Linked DNA regions of Mus musculus: region 1 is linked to region 2. Evidence: chromatin contacts called from public Hi-C data. All regions are on one chromosome and are shown on one strand. Each heading gives the region's core, a stretch centred on a gene start, on an enhancer-like site or on the middle of the called end of the contact. The rest is flanking DNA. Distances are from core to core; before and after follow the strand shown. Region 1 has its middle 55 kb from the start of Gm39905. Region 2 has its middle 290 kb from the start of Gm39905.

Region 1 (6,212 bases), core at 3,270-5,769, 230 kb after region 2:
TAATCCAGTACTTTCCTAAGAGAGAGTTTACTCAGTCAATTGGTTTAAAAATGTCACTTTAATTCAGCATTCCTTTATATACCCATTGCTCACAGGTTCAATCATTCTATCAACTAACATTAAGGTTATAGTGTACTAAACCAAAAGATTGCACTCAAGTATTAAACAATAAAACCTACACATTATGAATTGGAGTCAAGATATACAAAATGAATGTTAAGAGACAAGTGAGTTCATATATGTAGATTAGGTGTATCAGTTTATATAAGGAACTAATCTTAGAATGTTCACATGGCATGTGTAAGGCAAAGTATTGGTAGAATAATACCAATCCAAGCCTGTGTCGATAGATAGATCCATGAGGATACTCATAGGCTAATACAAGTACTGTGTTTACCTAAAAGGTATGGCCCAATAGTGCATATGGGGTGCAGTAAATGATCAGATATTGACACATAATGAGCATGAGCATATATAACATAATCCTTATTAGTGATACTACGCTGAAAAGGATAATATATATATATATATATATATATATATATATATATATATATATATATATATTTAATGAGTACACAGTACACACCAATGGAGATTTACGAACCTATATATACATACACACACACACACACACATATATATAAACATATATATATATACACACACACATACATATATGTGTATATATACATATTTTTTAATGGGTACACACCAATGGAGATTTATGGATTGTTTAGTAACTTTAAAATTAGCATATTAGCATTCTGGTTTCATGTATCAGTTCATTGTGAGTACAGGCAGGGATAGCTTTATGATCAGTTTTCTGTACCTGAGAGGATGTAGACCATACTATGTCCTTTTACATCAACCAACTGGGCTGAGAAATGGTGTTACTCTAAATACATTCTCACTGTATCAGCCAATCCTACTTGCTTTTGCAAGCATGTTGGCATAGAGCATAGATGCTGGTGCCAAGACTACTTGGATTTAAATCAAAGCAGAATGAATCTGGGCAAGTTTCTTCATCTCTTTGTACCACAGGTTGGAAGCCACTTTGTGCCTTGTATGTAGATGATGATCCCAGTACCATGGAATGATTGAAGTACTGAATAACTTGTATCTTCAGTACAGAACTAGTCCCTAATACACTATATAACCCCATCATTATTACTGTTGTTATTATTTTTATTAGATGGTTTGTGTGTGTATGTGTGTGTGTGTGTGTGTGTGTGTGTGTGTGTGTGTGTGTGTGTAGATCAGAGGGCAACTTGTGTAAGTTGGCTCTCCCACTACATGGGTCCTGGAGCTTAAACGGGTTATTTGACTTGGCAGAAAGTGCCTTTACTTTCTAAGTCATTTCTCTGGCCAGCCATTTTTAATATCTTATCTTAGCTTTCCTTTATTTATATACCTCTTTCCGTTCCTATTATCCCCCTTCATTCAACTTTCTGAAGTGCCAATCGTGCAAATGCTGGTAAGTCCCAATTCACTTAGAAATTACAAATGAGGAGAGTAGAAAGCCAGAGACCACGTGACAGATGACCTTGAAACTTGGACATTAATCGGTGACAAACCATGATCATCAGAAGAATATAACCTAAGGATGGATGAAGAAATGTGTGGCCCATTGTTGTAGGTGGCCACTTGGGAGACAATTTAAAAGAGGTGGGTAGTTGGAAGGAATTAAACTAACTAAGTGATGGTGGCAATAATTCCAAGAAACAGAAATGATAATTGAAAAAAAGGAAATGAATTAGGAAGCCATGAAGAGAGTACAGAATATAGGGTAGAGTGCTAGGTTAGAAACAGAGCCTTACATAGCATTATAGCCAAGCTGAGAATCTACCTCAGATATTTAGTCATCATGTACATCAGTTTACACATCAGAAAAATGTTAAATACCCTTCAGGTTCACATAAGTATTTAATGTTTTATCGAGACCAGAAATTAAATCATTGTTATGATATCATTGTTACTCTAGTAACAATCAGGTACACATGAGTGTCTGGCAAAGTACCTAAATCAGAGTAACATGGATGCTAAGGGGAAACTTTGCACTAGGATCTTTTTAGGTGTGGCTTCAGTGAGTAGGTAGGTAGTGAAGTGAATGACTAAAACAGGGAAAGAGAAGCACAAGCCGTTTTTTACGGTGTTTTGAGATGCTTAGCCTGTCCAAATGTGTGTGTGGTGTGTGTATATACAGAAGAAAAGCTACTGCTGAAATGTTTGCTTTCTTCAATTTTTAGATGAAGAAGTTAAGGCTTTGAGCAATAAAAATATTGCACAACTTTCAAAGGATTATACTCATGGCTGAATATAAAGTCTACGTCAAATATGCAAAATGTTCTTCCATATATTGGGAGCTAAGTATTTGTTTATTGTTAGAGTACATGTGTTGTTGCTGCTAACATTTGCTCCAAGTTTGAGCTGCTGAGTGATAGAGGCAGTATTTAAACCCAAGAATGTTCAACTCCAAAGCAAGGTCTACCAAAAGGTGAGTTGTTGGGTATATGCGCCCTACAGTGATGATGGCGACAGACCATGTAATAGGAAGAGAACACATAAGTCTCTGGCCTCTAAAACCATGTAGGTATACACTGGTAACTGGACAATATGGTTTAGACAAAAAGAACATAGTGTGGGACGAAAATTGCAGAGACAAGAACAATGAATCATAAACTCTTTTAAAATTCAGTTGGTTAAAACTGGGGAAAGGAAAATCCATGTGATCTGAGTCCGGGAATAGTATGCATAAATAGAAGAAATTCAGATGACCCAGAAGACCCACCCTAAAAGTGTCAGCTCCCCAAACATAAATTTGAAGATTGGTTTGGGTGAGAAATGAAACACTCTGATTCTGAAACAGCTATGACTAAGACCTCCAGCATCGCTTGGAGTGAAACTTTGGTTGTCAAAAGGAAAGCAGCCAGAGCTGTGTTTGCTTGATGCTTGCAGGAGTTACACTCGTAAGAAATCGTAGGAGGCACACATGGAACTCCCCACCCACTGGGGTTGATAATTCATGCTAATTGTACACATTTCCAAAGCCTCCCGTGTGAGAAGGAAAAAATAAAAATGTTCTCTTAACATTTCTGAAGTTCATAAATGTGGCAAATGTTCAATAACTATATTTAACTCCTGTTGCACATTCTCTAGCCTTAGAAATATATTAACCAACAATTTTATACATGCTGCAAAAGCAGCACACGTTTCTGTGCCTTTCCTTGCCCTTTCTAGGTGACCACTTATGTCCATCACAGTATGGAAAGGGTAGCCCAAGCTTACCTTTTCTAAAGGTTGCACTGATCAAATACACTACATTGACAGTTTATCTTTCTACATTTGCATTTGCTGTTGAATTCCAGTGAAGCTCTAGTCAGCTGGCAGTAAGAACTGCATGCAAAGGCATAGAGTACACAACACCCCCCACCCCCACACACACATAACACAGAGAGAGAAAAATTGGTATTGAACAATTGTGTTCCGCTGTCTGTTATTCACTCAGCCTATACTGTAGATATTACCCCAGGTTTTAGCTTCTTGTCTCAGAGCATAATCCTTGGACCTGCATCAAAACTTAAATATTTGTCAGAAATGCAGTCTTGTGCCCTGCCGTAGATTAATTGAATCAAAATCTACATTTAGTAGATGCCCAAGTGGCACATGTTAACGTTCTCGACCCACCGTGCTAACACCGAGAGCAAATATCACCGTTGATAATTTCCTCACCTGTGCCGCACCCTGCAGGGTGAGCTTCTCCAAGGGAAAGAGGTATCTCATGTGGTCTGGTAGCCCAACATCTAACCTGGTAGAAATGAACTTGGTACTTGGTACTTATTATTTGTCAGGTGGTAATGTATTGCCTGGATCCTTTAATCTCTGCCTCAAGCCTTTGAGAAGATTATGATTTCCTTTTGGTTGATAGAGTAACAGCAGCTCAGGAACTGTAAATAATGCTCAAAAAGTCATGCAAGCAGAGTTCAGCTGAACTGGTGTTTACATCAAGCCTCATCAGACACCACAAAATGTGCTCTTAACCACTCTTTTACTGTAACGCCTTGCTAGATGTTTAACAGATGTTTATGGAATTAAGCAGATTTTACTCTGTACAATAATGACTGAGTCCTTTCTTCTGTTTGTCATGCGATGAAAGGGCCAGGAATACAGTTTTAATTCACCATGAAGCTCCAATGTGCCAGAAGCATCCCCTGCGTTCACAGAAATGGCCTATAACTATGCTAGGAATTCCGCATCCCCCACCCCCCTTCTCTCTCCTCTTGAAAGATGTGCAAGTGTTAGTAAGCCCTGCAGACAAGCAATCCGTCAGGCAGAAGGCAGCCCAGAGCCTTTAAATAAAACATTCTCACAGCCTTCCACGGAGAGCATGGAGACAAATACCGCGGATGTGAAAGGTGTCGCTGGGATTACCAATGACGTGCTAATGGCTGTTCAGGCAATCTCAGTGCCTCCTGTGCTCTGAGTCACTGGTTCCCTTTGGAGCCTGCACTCACGTCATTCAGGGACCAAGAGCTATTCACAGATCACTGACTAAAGGCAAGCTTGAGCCAGGCCTGCACGCCCCTAGCCCTCTCCAAAGAACTAAGGTCACAAAGACAGGAGGCCCCAGAGCTTTTTATCACAGACACAAGAAAGAGAGAGGGAGGGCAAAGCTTTCTGTCTTCCTCTCATCTGTTCCTCTCACTGGACTTTTGAAAATAAGAACTTTACTCTTGTTCCAGAACTCCTAAACACACACTTTCCTTTGTTTTGTTCTTTGTGTAACTGCTTAGTTGAATTGATTGTGATTTCATTAGTTTGTTCTTGCAATAATGAGAGCACCTGAGAGATAAGAGGAAAAAAAGCAATGTAATATTCTGAGACATCACAGCTTACACTGCCCTGATGAAATCCTTTGAAATAAAACATCACTTGGTTTTCCCACCAGGCACTTCTGTATGAAATAAAGTCACACGTCTGCTCTGGTCACTCTGACAGCTCCTGTGACAGACATTTCCAAATCAACTTTCAAGAAGTCACATCTTGGTAAGTCTAAAGAGCTATATTTAGCTCTTTGGAAATAATTTGGAGTGCAAACTGAACAAGAAAAAAAAAAAGCCCTCAGAATGAGCTGGATGGCTTTGGGGAATAAGTAATAGCCACAGAATTCTTTATTTCTAGTAACCCATGATCTCCTGGATGGATATTTAACTCCTTGCCCTCCCCTAAGTTCAATAATTAGCACGGGCTAAACTCCCTCAAGGTTGATCACAGGAATAATTTTCCTGGTTGGCAGCAAAAAATGGCATTCATTGTATAAGAGGCCAGAGGTCTATAATAGCTCAGGTTTGTTTTCAGTGTTAACGTTAAAACACATGTGGCTCAGTACTTGTTTCTGGAGAGAATATCACATTGAAATAAAAAGTAGCCACTAGAATGGTAGAAGGAGATACTAAGTTTTTCATATTTCTGGAGCTTCATTTCCCAGTTTAAGGGCACAGTTCTTCACACTGACTACATTGTTCAGTTAAAGAGGGAACGTGGGACACAGTGTGCAACAGCTTCTTCCTTCCCTGCTAAGATAAAAGTCACATACAACGAAGACAGTTTTTCCTTAGATGAGGCCCAAAAGAAACAAAGGCTATTCTTTTGAACAAATACTTTTTTTTTTCATTTATAGAGAAGTTTTACAAAGATGTATGGTATGATCCGCTCTGCTTGAGATCACAGAAAACTAATCAGTTCATTTAAGATGCTGAGGGGTCTAATATGTTGAAGGCCCAAAAATGTTTTTATTGATTATATATCACTCATGGATTGATTCTTACATTCATTTAAAAAATGCAAACATTCCTCTGTTGAGGGGCATCTGGGTTCTTTCCAGCTTCTTGCTATTATAAATAAGGCTGCTATGAACATAGTGGAGCATGTGTCCTTCTTACCGGTTGGGACATCTTCTGTGTATATGCCCAGGAGAGGTATTGCGGGATCCTCTGGTAGTACTATGTCCAATTTTCTGAGGAACTGCCAGACTGATTTCCAGAGTGGTTGTACAAGCTTACAATCCCACCAACAATGAAGGAGTGTTCCTCTTTCTCCACATCCTCGCCAGCATCTGTTGTCACCTGAATTTTTGATCTTAGCCATTCTGACTGGTGTGAGGTGGAATCTCAGGGTTGTTTTGATTTGCATTTCTCTGATGATTAAGAATG
Region 2 (6,497 bases), core at 566-3,065:
GCAGAATAAGTAGCCAATAAAAATGCTTTATTCAAAACTAAATGCAAGATAAAATTATAAGAGTAGTTTTACATTACTTCTATCTGTGCCTTTTTTCTCCACAGTACTCCACATTTTGTAGTACTTCACATGTTGGGTTAATAAGTGAGTAGACATATATGAATGTTGTCTGCATTGTCCTTCAAAAAAACTTGTTTTCACACACTCAAACATGAGTAGGTCATATCATGTGACCTAATCGCCTTTCAATTATTTTTCTTCCCTGATTAGTTTAAGGTCATCATTTTGATTATTGTCATGGCAACCTGCATGGCTTTATTCTAGTATTTTGTGATAACTTTTTATCATTACTTTACAGATTCCAGTTTTTGCTAGATTATTCAGATACCAAATGCAAGATTAAAGCTCATCTTATTACAACCAACAAAATACCAATATAATTTTAACATTTTATGAACTGAATATATACATGTGTAATTAGATGCTCTATAATGTATTCCCAAATGATAGGGCATATTGGACCTGGTTTTGTTTAGGGGTTTTCATAGTCTTTTGAATCCAATTAATATACTTATACTTGACAAGCAGTTCTGTCATATTTGTATGAAATCCTAGAGAAATGTTCATCTTTCTTGTATGGCAAATAAATCGTTATAAATATATATTGAACTTTCCTTCTCAGATATTGATTCCCAATCATGCATCTAGTCTGGTAGCCATGTTGTAACATCTTCTAAACTTTTTAAAGGTTTTTATAATTTTATTTTTCAATTACTTTATTTACATTCCAAATGTTACCCACTTTTCCAGTCTCTATTCCCAGAGTTTTTCACCCCATATCTCCTGTGGAGATGATGCTCCCCCACCCTCAACCCCCTACCTCACCCCTCCCAGCATCCACCTTCCCTGAGGCATCAATTCTCTACAGGATTAGAGGCATCCTCTCCCACTGAAGCTAGATCATGCAGTCATCTGCTATATATGTGCCTAGAGTCACAGACCAACTCATGTATGCTCTTTGGTTGTGGCTCAGTCTCTGAGAGCCCTGAGGGTTCTGGGTTAGTTAATACTGCTGGTCTTTCTATGGAGTTGCCATCCCCTTCAGTTCCTTCAGTTATTCCCCTAACTCTTCTACAGGGGTCCCTGACCTCAGTCCAATGGTTGGCTGTGAGTATCTGCATCTGTCTCAGACTGCTGCTGGTAGAACCTCTCAGAGGACAGCAATGCTGAACTCCTGTCTGCAAACACAACATTGTATCAGTAATAGTGTCAGGGTTTGGTCCCTGTCCATGGCATGAATACCAATTTGAGCCTGTCACTGGATGGCTTTTCCTTCAGGCTCTGCTCCATTTTTGTCCCTGCATTTCTTTTAAACAGGAACCATTCTGGGCCAAAATTTTTGGAGGTGGGTTGGTGACCCCATCCCTCCACTGGGGGGCCATGTCTACCTACTGAAGGTATTCTTTTCAAAATCCATCTCCCCACTGTTGGGCATTTCAGCTTAGGTCAAACATTTTTAAACTTCAATGGATGACTTCAAATTGATGGTGGGACAAGGAGTGGAAAAAAGCGATTGGTGATATTGATTTAAATGTGTCAGTACGCTTCTAGGAAGTTTTTTTCTATTGCCTTTCTCCAAGTTCTAGCTCGATTGCTGCTTATTTGTGAAACTTTCCCTGTCATTTAGCCCACACTATCCATAGAAAAACCACCAAAATGAGTCACTCAGATTTCCACACTTAACCACACAAAGATACTTCTGTGTTTTATCACATTGTGGTCTACCACAGTCTATTGTTCATGCTTTACTCTTCTGGACCTCAAGGCTTAAGAAACTCATAACCAGAATTGTGTTGTATCCACCCTATTTCATGTAAGACAGAACATGGTTGTTGGCATATTTGAATATCCAGGAAAAGTTATTTGGGTATTCTGGATTTCACTAGCCAATAAATTATCAGCCAGAGCTGTAATCCATCTAGGAGTTCTATTAGTAGTCGTAGAACTTAGTCCTTTGTAGGCTGTTGATGAGAGGCCTCAGATTTTTTTGTTGACTGTCAGCAGGAAAATGCCCTTTATCTTTGATCATGGGAACCCCTCTACACTGCAGTGTTACATTTGGCAACTGATTGTTCATAAATATAAAAGAATAATCTTACAGAATGTGACCGCAAATATATAATATATACATATATATTTATAACTTTGCTACATGATCTTAGTTAGAAAGATGTCATCTTCCCCAATAGTTAATTTTTATTGTCAATTTTATCTATTAAACAGAAACACCTGCCTGGGAAGACAGTCTCAGTGAAGGTGTGTCTAGATTAGCATGGCATATGAACATCATTTTGATTATGTTAACTGAAATGGGGAGATCTAGGCCAAAAGTGGGTAGTAATTAATTTGTGGATTTGGGTCCTAGATAACATGCAAAAGAAGACAATAAACCTAGCACTGGAAAGCTAGTATACTCCTCTCCTCTCCTCTCCTCTCCTCTCCTCTCCTCTCCTCTCCTCTCCTCTCCTCTCCTCTCCTCTCCTCTCCTCTCCTCTCCTTTCCTCTCCTCCCCTCCCCTCCCCCCCTCCTCCCCTCTTTCTCTCTCACCTTTTCACTTTATATCTCATTCACTGCTCCCTCCCTGTCACCTCCTCACACAATCTTCCATCCTTCCCCAATTCTCCCTTCCCCTTCTCCTTTGAGCAGGTGGGCCCCCTCTAGGTATCTCCCCACCCTGGAACATAAATTCTCCGTGAGATTAGGTGCTTTCTCTCCCACTGAGGCCCCACTAGAAGAACATCCCACATTCAGGAGGCAACTTTTAGGACAGTTCCTCACTCAATTTGTACAGAAGCCACATGAAGCTAAGCTGCATATCTGCTACATGTGTGCGGGGAGGCCTAGGTCCAGCCCATTTCTGCTTTTTGGTTGGTGGTTCAGTCTCTAAGAGCCTCAAGGGTCCAGGTTAGTTGAATCTGTTGGTCTTCCTATGGAGTTCTTATTCCCTTAGTGATCTGCAAACTTTCCTCCGTTTCTTCTTCAAGAGTCTGTAAGTTTCTCCACTCTTTGACTGTGGGTGTGTGCGTCTTCCTAGTCAGCTGCTGATTAGAGAGATATCCAGCTGCTTTCAGCTCCATCCTTGACTTCCCTGAAATGATGGACTATATCTTAGAATTTAAAACCAAAATAAAATAAATAAACTTTATTTTTTAAAGTTGTTCTTCTAAGAGTGTTTTATCACAGCCACAGAAGATAAAACTAAGCCATGATCTCCACAATCAAAAGGAAAAGACTACCAAATCAAAAGGAAAAGGGGATGAACACCAGGGGGCATGGATCTTGGGCACCACACTGGAGTATGTCTTCTTCCAACTGCATCCTAGAGCAAGAACTGGAAACAAGGTGATTCTAGACAATGTAATACAGTGAATCCTAACTGGAGACCCAGGAGGCAGGAAGATTAGAGGTTCTCAGTATCATTACAAATATTCAAATTTATGCAGATCATCATGCTTCCTTTTCAACTGCTTAATGGAAGGAAAACAATTAATTACTTAATCAGTAGTTTCATTATTTAATCACTAATAATTAGTTGCTAATATTACTTTTTAATATTTCCAATTATGTTTATAAATTTAAAAAAATCTGCTGATTTAATTAAAGAACAATCCCTACTTACAGAAGTAGTATGGTAATCAAGTTTTTTTTTTTTTTTTTTTTTAATTCCTTAAAGAAAGTGAGTTGTTTATTGAGAATGCAGGACAGGCTGTTTGCTAGCATAATATAGGTCTGTTTTAGGGATCCAAAAAGGAATAGTTCCTAGGTGGCCTGCCATTTTAGGGATGGTTCACCCAGACAAAAGGAACTTAGAATTCTTTGAAATTATGTGGCTGCAGTTGATCTGAATAACACCTTTCAAACAAAGCACTGATGATTAAATACAATCTGTGGTGAGATAATCAAGTTGAAACTGCCAGGTTTTTTTCCCCCTCTAAATTCCAAAATTGCCAAATACTTCAGAATAGAATTTGAGAACAAAGCCTTTGTTTAAATAGAGTTATTTTCTTAAGACAGAATCTAAAAGTTCAATAATTCTAAAGAGATACTTGTGCCTGGGAGCCTCTGACCCTGGTAAGCACCATGTGAAAGATACCCCGTATTACTATTAATAGGCATAAACAGAAACTCATTCAAAAGTAACTATTTTCAACAGAGTCTATGTAGAAGGTTAAGTGGTGTGTGTGTGTGTGTGTGTGTGTGTGTGTGTGTGTGTGTGTGTGTGTGTGTTTGTATTTGAACAGCAAATTTAAGGTATCCACATATACTATGTTAAACCTCATTAACTGATTCTTGATATTCCACGGAAATTTAGCAGAGAAAGTGTTCTTTGCTTTGCATCCTGGCTATTGGAATGATGTTTTATTTCAAAGAATGAGTTGAACATGAAAATGCACTGGGCTTAGAAGAAATCGCCTTGGATTTACTTCTCACTCTTCTGTAAACTACACTTCGGACTCTATCCAACTTCTCCCCTGACAAGTGGAGAAAAAGATTTAACTTGAAAAATCTCAAGGCCATTTCCTGCACTAAAAGCTTTGTTTTAGGCCATTGGTATATTTTATGGCTATAGTTATCTTGGAAATACCCAAACACAATCATTTAAAACATGTAAACGTTTATAAGACTTCAAAGGGTGCCCCACACATACACATCTTAAAACCCTCTTACTTGATGAATTCCATGACACACACTTGCAGTAATAGCATAGCAATAAGAAGTCTTTGTATTTATTTTTACTTTTCCCTAAGTAAAAATATTTTTCCTTATTGCTCCCCCCTCCCTTTCAAAAAAGTATCTTAAATGGAGTTCCCTCAGAACCAACTGACAAACACATTTGATGTCAGATTTCTTAGAGCATATATCTAAAGTAGTACTACAGATTGTATCTTCTCTTGCCCGAGCCAAACAAATCCAATTCAGCCGAACATAGTCAGAAATACTAATCTTGGGGCCAGGGATATGTTCTGGCCTTTCTGTTTTGTAGCATAAAAATGTGAATAAACATAAAAGCCACCTAATTAGGAACTGGCCTATTTCATCCCATCACCCCTCCAAAAAAGAGGAAAGCAATATTTATATGTACTTGTCATGTGCTTCAAAACCCAAAGCCAAACAGTGGACCGTGGCGTTAAGCCCGACAAAACTACTCCAACTAATTGAATGGCCTTTGACTCACAGAAGAAGAGCAACATTTGATGCTCAGTTTATAAATGATGAAATTATATGCATCATGGTTAGAGATGCTCAACCTGATTATTTCCATACTGTTAGGTTATTTGAAATGTGTATTAATAAAGAAGTTAAAGTAATATTTAATGAACACAAAGTATCGTTGCTGAGTAGAAATAATTACATAACTATCAAGAAAGGCTTGAACATACATATTCAGGGTCTCCCCCTTGAAAACTTAAGATGAAGTAAATTTTTAAAAAATTCAACTCCCAGATAGCTTACAAAGAATTGAACTCATAAATAGAAAAGTTCAACATCGAAACTGTCCAGATAATATATTCATAGGTAAAGTAAACTATTTTGTTCATCTTTCTAAATTCACCAATTACAACCTCAAATGTGCCCAAATATGAATGCTAATGTACATGGTCACCCTTGTTAAGCACCCAAGGTCTTACCTGCAGCATCTCACAAAGGCCACAAAGCATTTGTGGGCAGAGATGAAAACACCTGTTTTTGTAAGCTACTTTTAATTTTTTTTCAATTGCCAGCCTTTAAATAGAATAGCACAAAATGCCAAAATTATTCACCAAGGTGTCTGTGAGAACTACTCATGAATATGGAAATGAGGATCATAATAGTGAGTCCAGCCAGCCATCCTCCTGGCCAAAGATTGTTCCTGTCATGGCTGCTAAGGCAGATGTTACAAACTGGCAGCCTGTGGGCTGAAAAATCCCATTGGTACTTCTTGGGAGGCTTTAAACATTTTTAAATTGGCAGATTTCATATAAAAATATAGTTTCAGCTTTTCTTGAAAAAAGCAAATACCTGGCAACATTGACCCAAATTCTCACAGGGCAATAATAGGAAAGACATAGATAGCAACTGTGTCTTTTATCCAAGATCCTCTCAGGCATGACAGTCCCCCAGCACTGTATCACACCCAAGCTTCTCAGCTCATTAACTTACCTGCCTGGGTCCCATAGGCATCTGAATTGGCCACTTTAGGGTCAGAAAATGAAAGCAGTAATTGCCAAAAATGTCCTTCACATCTTAAAGGTATTTTCCCATTTCTATTTTACCAGGCTGTAGGCCCTTCTCCAGCACTACTTAGATTTTTCAGTACCATCTCTTCTTTTATTTTTAATTTCTTTTCTCTTAAGACACAGTGCTCTCTAGGGCCCCATCATAAGCTCTTTAACTTTTCCCAGTATCTCAGAAAAATCTGATCACACCTACAGCATCAATACTTTTTAGATGTCCCT

What was found. Hi-C and Micro-C count contacts between places; a contact is called where the count stands out from the background.
Region 1: a Hi-C map of adipose-derived mesenchymal stem cells shows a contact between it and region 2, with 2.6 times the contacts expected there. The contact joins two enhancer-like sites. A contact is called at or near these places in 2 of 484 Hi-C or Micro-C datasets (adipose-derived mesenchymal stem cells and cerebral cortex).

What each region holds. Positions count from the first base shown.
Region 1 is chr2:108,823,247-108,829,458 of GRCm38.p6, forward strand. No RefSeq gene overlaps it. Among named protein-coding and RNA genes, the nearest start is that of Gm39905, 55 kb to the right of the region's middle. Within about 2 kb of position 4,520, at least 119 of the 459 cell types and tissues checked have an H3K27ac peak or open chromatin away from gene starts, as enhancers often do. A contact at or near this core is called in adipose-derived mesenchymal stem cells, where this site is marked.
Region 2 is chr2:108,592,001-108,598,497 of GRCm38.p6, forward strand. No RefSeq gene overlaps it. Among named protein-coding and RNA genes, the nearest start is that of Gm39905, 290 kb to the right of the region's middle. Within about 2 kb of position 1,816, at least 18 of the 459 cell types and tissues checked have an H3K27ac peak or open chromatin away from gene starts, as enhancers often do. A contact at or near this core is called in adipose-derived mesenchymal stem cells, where this site is marked.